Linked DNA regions of Mus musculus: region 1 is linked to region 2. A link is a contact called in public Hi-C data. All regions are on one chromosome and are shown on one strand. Each heading gives the region's core, a stretch centred on a gene start, on an enhancer-like site or on the middle of the called end of the contact. The rest is flanking DNA. Distances are from core to core; before and after follow the strand shown. Region 1 holds the start of Stk33 (serine/threonine kinase 33). Region 2 overlaps Stk33 (serine/threonine kinase 33).

Region 1 (4,208 bases), core at 844-3,343, 160 kb after region 2:
ATATTTTCATATACGACTGAATGCCATGGGGAAACAGTTGTAACTCAAGCATCCAGCTCGTTATTAACGCCCCTAGCCCCCGTGTGCCAGACACACAAATGCTACTGAAGGGAGATAACTGTGCCGGAAGGGCCAATGTTTGAGGAGGTTTGTTCCAGATAAATTAATCAAATATAGTGATCACTTTGAGGAAACATTTGGCCTTGGGATATTAAGGGTGACCAAGAATTAATTAAAGAGAACAACAATGGCAGGGACAGGAACATGTGCAAAGGTCCTGAAGTGAGACAAAAAGCCATGATGGAAAACTGAAGAAGAGTCTATGTATCCCCAAGCACAGAGGCGCATGCTTGCAATCCCAGCTACCTGAGAGACTACATCAGGAAGAAAACAAGTAGAAGCTAGCCATAAGGCCTGGCCTAAATTTATTTATTTACTTATGTATTTATTTAGAGTGCTAGGATTGAATTCAGGGCCTCCCTGTGTGCTGTGTGTGTGTGTGTGTGTGTGTGTGTGTGTGTGTGTGTGTATGTATGTATGTATGTATGTATGTATTATGTATCTATTTTGTGTACAATTTGTGGAGTCTGTTCTCTCCTTCCAACACGTGGGTCCTGGGGATCAATTTTGTGTCATCGGACTTGGTGGTAAGCACATTTATTTACCCAAGGAGCCATTTTTCTGGCTCAGCATAATCAATTTGTAAATTTTAAATATTGTTCCTGCTGTAGAGCAAGAGATAAAATAGGAATACTTTAAAATGGGACACTGACTTCAGACCAATTAGAAGGTAACTTCAAGAGACACAGTAAGAGCATGGTAGCCCAGACTAGGGTGATAGAAGAAGAAACAGAAGTGGTTAGATCTGATATTTGGTTTGAAGACAAAATGAACACAAAGTCATGGCAGTATGGACATAGGAGAAAGGGAAATGGGTACTGATGAGGGCAAGATTCCTGGCTTGAAAATGATATAGATATATGATTCATTAGGAAAAGAACACTGGTGGCTTACACAGACTAGACTTTTAGATATGTAGTATCTCGGTGTGGTGCTCACAATTTGAAGACATGACCTGGAGAACAAGGAGAGCAAGCTTAAGTTCAAAATCTGTTGCTTTGGCATTCCATTCGCAGATCCTTCCTCCTACATAGGCTGGCTTGATCTTGCTCTGATGTTGAAGGTGGGTTGTCAGACCAAAAAACAGCGGGGGGGGGGGGGGGCAAGGTTCCTCCGCTGTGGTTAGGCGTGAGGAGCACCCCGAATGTGCAATTATCCCCTACAACTAACTTAACCACTTTCTATTTGTCATTCACAGGGCAATACCACATACAGGCTCATTTCACCCGACAACGGTGTGAGAAATTCTAACGTGCGTCTAGGAAACAGAGACAGCAGGTTTAAATTCCCTGTCCTCAGAATCATCTGGAGACTGCTCTTAACATCGCCCTGCCTCCTGAGCATCCACTCTGTGCAAGGAAAAAGACTTAAGAAGCTACCACATAACGAGGTCCTAGTAGATGTCAGGCTCTTAGGAAATTAAAAAGACACCAAGCCCTTACAACTCCATGGCTTTTAAGGACGTTTTCCCACACACACACACACACACACACACTTACCCTGAGTGAGATCACATTAAACTTTCAAAAATGTTTCCTGTAGCGAACATGGGATGGGAGTGAGGAAGTGAAGATGGACCCAAGCAGCAAGGGACCACCCCAAACACCAGACCAGGGGAAAATGAGGTCCCGGGTGTTTGGGTCCCCCGAGACTCCTAAAAGGGTCCGTGATCATCCCCAGGACCCTCCTCCGCGCAGGACGCCTGGCCGACCGCTGGCTGGAGCCCTGAGGCCCGTTTGCCTGCGGTTGTCATAGCAACGGGGCTCGAAGGCTGCCTAACCCTCCCGCCCACCTTTTCCCTCAGGGTAGGGCGAGTCAGCGTTGCGAGGCCACTCACCACAACGGCCGGCGGGCTGCCCCTGACAGAGGCACACACTTGGACCCGAGTGGTCCCCCAGCCCCGAACGCCACACCTAAAGAAGCTGAACTTTTCTAAGGCCCGGGATGCCGACCCAGGAGGTGGACGGGGTCTGCACCGGGACAAAGCGCGACAGCAAACGCGAAGCCCCAGCCTTCCGCGCGCAAGTGAGGCCTGTGAGGAGAGCGGGGGCCGCACAACGGCGCCCGCGTGCCCGGGAGCCTGGTCTCCGCGGGCCGCACCCCAGACACGGAGCGGGGAAGCCTGCCTCGAGCACCGTGTCAAGTAAAACGCTTTTCAACAGCACTGTCGCTATCGTGACGGGATGTTCCGACTTATTCTCAGTCATGGCCCAGGCGGCCGGTGCTCGTGCGGCGAGGCTCGCCCGTCCAGGGGGCCTCATACGATGTGAACGTGGTCAGGGCGTCTCTGCTGAGAGCTGGGTGTGGATCCTCACAGAAAGGCTGAAGTGGCCCGTGACGAGTCAAATAACATATCTCTAGACTTGTCCCAAGCCTCTGTGGGACCATCTCCAATGTATGTCGCAAGCAATGGAGCCGTGAAAAGCTGGCTACAGCTGTATGCTAATGTTCTATTATTGATCTGAACTAGGAATGGCTTCTGTGGGCGGGTCCTCTCTCCAGCAGCTGTCGGGAAGAAATTCAACTCTACTTGGACTAGCATAATTATTCAAGGCAGATGTCTTCTAAAATTAAGGTGATTGATAGCCAGTAACAGTACAGCAAAGCAATTAATTTTATTGCTTACAGGTGTACATTTGGCAACTACTTAATCCTGTTGCTTTCATAGGAGGGAAAAAAGTGCTCAAAATGGGCACAAGTAGTTGGTAACTTCATTTTGGAAACCATTTTTCAACCACAAATACTCCCTGCCATGTACTATATTAATAGAACTTTGGGATCTTGGCCAAGCAATGTTCTGGAAAATTACAGAACTATCGTCTAACAAGAGTCTGGAAGAGATGTGAGAATTTGCACTCTGTATGTCCCCCTTGCCTGTATAGAAAGATGGCATGATTGCCCATCCAAGCCTAAGTCTGAGCATGAGTTTGAGGAGATAAACTACTATCTGCTTCACTGAACTGTGACATGCATGGATCCGCCTTTAACAAACCCCTACGAAGGCTTTTAGACTCCGGACCCTTCCAAAAAACAACTTCAAACATCTGACAAAGCCTAGTTAAGGGACAACACTGGTAGGAAGAATTGTTGGAAAGGCATGCTGGTGAGTCCTCCCCTGCAGTCTGTCAGTGATGCCCAAACTTGCTCAACACCAGACATCTACCGGGAATTTTTGTTTTACTTTATTTTGTGTTTAAGTGTAGATTCACAAATTATACACTCAGAGATTCTGATTAAATAGGTCCCAGTTTTGAACGGGTGGGTAGGTGTGTGTGTGTGTGTGTGTGTGTGTGTATGTGTTTCTAGCACTGGTTAGGAACCAGTAGGCTAGGGTTTTGTTTTGTTTTGTTTTGTTTTTTCTGAGTTGGGTCAGACCATCGAAGCACACTGTGTTTGTAGTCTGGGAAGATAGTTTCAGTTGATAAAATACTGACTTCAAGCATGAGTACCTGAGGTTGATTCCCAGAACCCAAGTTAAAAAAAATAAATTGAAAACTGGGCACAGAGGCACATGCTAATAATCCCAGCACTAAGGAGGTAGAGACAGGAGGTTTCCTGAGGCTTACTGGCCAGCTATCATAGACTAATTGGTAAGTTTCAGACCAGTGAGCAGTCAAAAACCAAAGTTGACAGTTCCTTGGAACAACACCACCTAAAGCTGACTTCTAGCCTAAACACACACACGCACACACACGCACACACGCACACACGCACACATACACACATACACACAGGTCCATTTATTTGGGTGCATATGAACATGTATCTCTGCCGTGTTTATATGGAGATCAGAGGACAACTCTTGGGGCTCAGTTCTCTCCTGCCACCTTGTGGGATTTGCAGTTCAAACAAGTTCAGGCCTGCATATGTGCAACCTCTACCCACTGAGCTGTCTCACTGATACCCTCCAAAATGTTTAAGGCTGAGTGTACCACCTTATCTTCCCCTTGGAACTCTGCCTATCGCAAGTCTTTAGCATCAGCCTTGCTCCATTTGCTTATATTAAGAAACGATATCAGTGGCTTGCAAGCACGGCTTGGTAGATAAAGACACTGAGTAGATAAAGATACCAATCCTGACAACCTGTC
Region 2 (4,085 bases), core at 182-2,681:
TGGGAGGACCCACCATGCCTGGGCCCCTGGAAGGCTGCACTGGGAAACTTAGGGAAATGCTGAGGACTGGCATAGCGAGGCACACACAAATGCAAGGCAGCCACTCAATGTGGCTTTCCTTTGAAGAACAAAGGCAGAGAAAATTGGCTCACCAACGAGAATTAAGTGGTAACAATACACGGCACGGAAATCAAAATCAGTTCAAAACTGGCTTGCTCAGAAAAATATGATTCTGAAGAGGAAAGCTGAATTATGTGAGGCCTTTGAATAGTGGTGTTTTAGTTTAAAAGGCTTTTGTAAGGAGATTTTAGTGCTCAGAGAAAGAGAGGGTGGAGAAGCCCAGCCCAGGCTTCTGACTCACTGCAAGTTCCCCGGAGTTCATCTGTGCATATCTATGGGGGCTGCATCTGTGTGTGTGTGTGTGTGTGTGTGTGTGTACATTTGTGTGAGTACATGTGTACGTGTGCACATAAATATGGAAGCCAGCATCTAGGCCATTTTAGACCTGAGGTTCACTGGCCTGGCTCCAACCCCAGGAACAGCACCCCTGTGTCCCTCCTCCAGTCCCTGTGGCTATCCAAGTACATCGTGTCTTCAGGAAGGACTCATCTGGGCTTTGTGCTTCTGACTTTCCTGTAATTCGGTAGGAGCCTGGCAACCAAGAACAAGCTGTCCTAGGTCAAGACACCTGAGGGGTGACCGAGGGCAGAGTCTGGGTTGCACTGAATCACCAAGATCCAAGAAGGTGGTACACCAGGATGGGAGGGAGAATGCTGGATGAAGGGCTGGCTTCTGAAGGGGCTGAGGGAGTTGCTGTTCCTGGCTCATGGCACTGGCCTTTCCCTGAAGGCCCCCACCAGCAGCATGCCTGCAAGAGGGTGCCATCAAAAGAGACACACACAAAGCCCAGCAGTCCCACAGGCAGGGACATGGGCAGCGGTAGGGGAGGTACCAATGTCGGGATCTCCAGTCCCAAGTGATCCAGGGGCTGGGGGAGCCCAATACTGCTGTCCCTAAAGCTCGGCAGAGATGGCATAGCAGGGAGGACATTTTAGAAGGGCAGGTAGAGAACACCCAACTCTATTGGTGACTTTCCTCCTTATTCTGGCTTCTGGCTTACAGCTTGAGAAGAGATATACAACCATAGCAAGGGAAGACACATGGCAGAGAAAGGGCGGGGGCCTGGCTGGACCCATTGCATCTGCAGTCAGGAAGTGGGACCAAGTTATAAGACTCCAAGACTGCCCTGAGTGACTTCCTCCAGCAAGGCCACACAACCCCTTAAAGGTGCTACAACAGACAGCGCCACCAAATGTTCAAACACTTGTCACTTGCGGGATATTTCATATTCAAACCACAGCAGCAGCCCAGGGTCATTTCCCAGAGGCCACAGCTTCTTGGCCTCCAGCCAAGTGCAGCCTTTATAAGACACAACTTCTCTGGCCAATTTCAAAGCCAGGCTTCCTGCTGGGAATACCTGTTTGAACAAAGCCTTTATTGTCTGTTCCAACAGCAGGGCTGGAATTTAAAAAGCTTCATTTTCAAGACTGACTGGCTTTGGTCTGTCCAACCTGGAACTTACATTTTAGAGTCAAATAGAATTATTTAAACAAAGTATTTCTATGATAAGCACACAGTAGCTTTTTTTTTATCTGCTTCCCCCTCCCCAACATTTCTAATAAGAAATTGAGGCTCATTTTGTGGCTAACTCTTAAAACCCCAGTTTCTCTCAGCTTCTATTTGCCTGGTCTTTGTCTCTTTGGCCTGTCTGGTTTTGCTTGTGTACAGACTGTGGAGGGGGCTCATCTGATGTCACCTGCCTGAAGAACATACTGTCCTTGAGTGGCGTTCCTACCCCTGACATCTGTCTCTGGGCTTTCTGGCATCTGTTTTCGTAGAGCGCACACTTTTCCTCTTGTTCCTTGTTCTTCTTCCTTTCCTGAGGCTCTTCTCCATTCTCAGCTGCACTGCTCCCCAGCTCTAGGCCTGCATTCCTCTGTTTGCAATTCTTTGTCTCTTACCTACCACTCAAGTGAGGGTGTTGGCCAGTCTTTGCTCTCCTTGGAGATCACACTTGTTCTGTACTGTCCTAGGTGGAGGGTGTCCCTCCAAGTAACAGCCAAATTCAGGTCTCTATGCCATGGGGCCCAGAGAGATTGGTGTTGAGCCTCAGAGTTAGCCCACTGGCCATGGGAAGAAGGTGTGCCTTGAAGAAACTGGTTTTCCATACCCATGGAGGTAAATGCAAACAGAAGAGCATTGGAGCTCAGACACTAAACAGGGGCATCAGTTAGAAAAAAAGACCAGAGACAGTCTGTGCTCCATGGCTTCCATGTGAATAAATAAATAGAAGTGATACAGCCATTCTCTCTCAAGAGTGACATAAATTCTATTTAATGCTCCATCCTAGTCAGAGGAAGGTACGTTATAGGCCACCTTCTCTTGTTAGAGGGCTGACAGAATGTATGCTATGACAGAAAGACACTAGCCTTGCCTGGTGTGTGATGAGAAAAGATGCAAACACACTGGGCAGAATCAAAGCTGCTATTGTTCCTACAGGAAGACCCACAGCTGGCCCTTCAGAGCCATGCCCTGGCCCCTGCTCTTTCCGTCAGGATGAAGGTGTGTAGCTCGTCCAACATCACCCTCCACCTCCTAGAGTAGTCCCCTGCAAGAGAGCCCTCCCCTGAGCTGTTGGGCCAGGGTCTTCCATGGATAGATGGTCTGTATCTTCAAGGCTGCCTCACCAAACCCTTGAGGAGACATCAAGTTTAGGAGATGGAATATGAGCCCCCCGAGACCTGCAAATATAACCCCCAAGGCAGAAGCCCTTGAAGAGACTGTCAACTCCCAATTTAGTTTCTTTTTTTTTTCCTTTTTTTTTCTCTGTGTGATATGGTGTGTGGTATTTTTTGTCATGAGTGTACATATATGCTCATGTGTGCATGTGTAGACCCAAAGGTGACACTGGGTATCTTTTTCAACTGTTCTCCACCTCGTTTTGTTGGTTTTAATTTTATTTTTCTGTGTTTGTTTGTTTGAGACAGGGTCTCTATATGACCCTGGATGTCCTGGATCTCACTGTGTAGACCAGGCTGGCCTCAAACTCACGGAGATCCACTTGCTTCTGCCTCCCAAGTGCTGGGATTAAAAGCATGTACCTCCATGCCAGGCCACCGTTTGGCTTTTAAAATTAATTAATTTAGTGTGTGGGTGTGTGTGCACACGTGCATGCACATATGTGTGAGACATACATGCCACATTGGTGAGGGGCTCAAAGAACAACTTGTAGCATGTAGGATGTTAAAATCAGGTCATCGATTTTGGTGCCAATGCATTTACCACTGAGCTGTCCTGCTGTCCCTCTACCTTATTTCTTGAGTCAGGGTTCCTCAGTGAACCTGGAACTCACCCTGCTTTACCTGCTGTGGCAGAGCTGTTACCCCAAGAGGACAAAGAACCCTCCCACACCAGCTCATGATGTGTTTCCTGTCCAGTCTCAGCCCTTCCCCAGAGACAGAAGGCCAGCATCGGCCATCTAGGAAGCACTCAGAGGACTTGCTAAAGTTGCCTCTCCTTTACATGAAATGGATGTGCATGAAGGCATTTTAGTTTATTGATGTAATCAATAAAATGAGAACATAGCAGCAAGCCAATGCAAGCAATTATAAAATCTCCTACTTTTCTATGTTTAAACTAAGTTGTCTTAAATAGTCTATAGCAACTAGAATCACAAGGACACGTGAGGGACTGCATCACTTCTGCCACAATGCCTGTGGCCATTTTATTAGTAATCCTCTAACAAAGTCTCCCAGTGCAGAGTGCACATAATTATTTAGAACCCCCATCACTGCATTTGGCCTCTTGTGTTCTCTTATAAATAACTGTGCCTAAATATAAGGATTTGAGTAGAACTAAGCGAGCATGGCCCCAGCACTTATCCCTTTAACAATCGTGGAACAACGCCTTGAGCTGGTGAGGGCAGCAGCCTGCCCCAAGCATACCCATGGCTGTCCTTTAGTGCCCTGCGCAGGCTGTGCTGCTTGGAGGTAACTAGCTTCAATTTTAAACTGGTGTAAAGGGGC

What was found. Hi-C and Micro-C count contacts between places; a contact is called where the count stands out from the background.
Region 1: a contact with region 2 is called in a Hi-C map of group 2 innate lymphoid cells, with 2.8 times the contacts expected there. The contact joins the promoter of Stk33 here to the enhancer-like site in region 2. A contact is called at or near these places in 10 of 39 promoter capture datasets (the 3T3-L1 cell line, the C10 cell line, cranial neural crest and 5 more), 2 of 484 Hi-C or Micro-C datasets (Th1 cells and group 2 innate lymphoid cells), 1 of 115 datasets of contacts at active chromatin or transcription factors (embryonic basal ganglia) and 2 of 9 other capture datasets (adipose tissue and liver).

The regions. Positions count from the first base shown.
Region 1 is chr7:109,436,960-109,441,167 of GRCm38.p6, forward strand. It overlaps Stk33 (serine/threonine kinase 33), which reads right to left and starts at 2,094. Exons shown (of 14, transcript NM_054103.1): 1 at 1,958-2,094. It overlaps 1700095J03Rik (RIKEN cDNA 1700095J03 gene), which reads left to right and starts at 1,659. Exons shown (of 2, transcript NR_152110.1): 1 at 1,659-3,223.
Region 2 is chr7:109,275,465-109,279,549 of GRCm38.p6, forward strand. Stk33 (serine/threonine kinase 33) reads right to left here. Exons shown (of 14, transcript NM_054103.1): 14 at 3,752-4,085. Among named protein-coding and RNA genes, the nearest start is that of Gm51463, 10 kb to the left of the region's middle. Within about 2 kb of position 1,432, at least 24 of the 459 cell types and tissues checked have an H3K27ac peak or open chromatin away from gene starts, as enhancers often do. A contact at or near this core is called in neural stem cells, where this site is marked.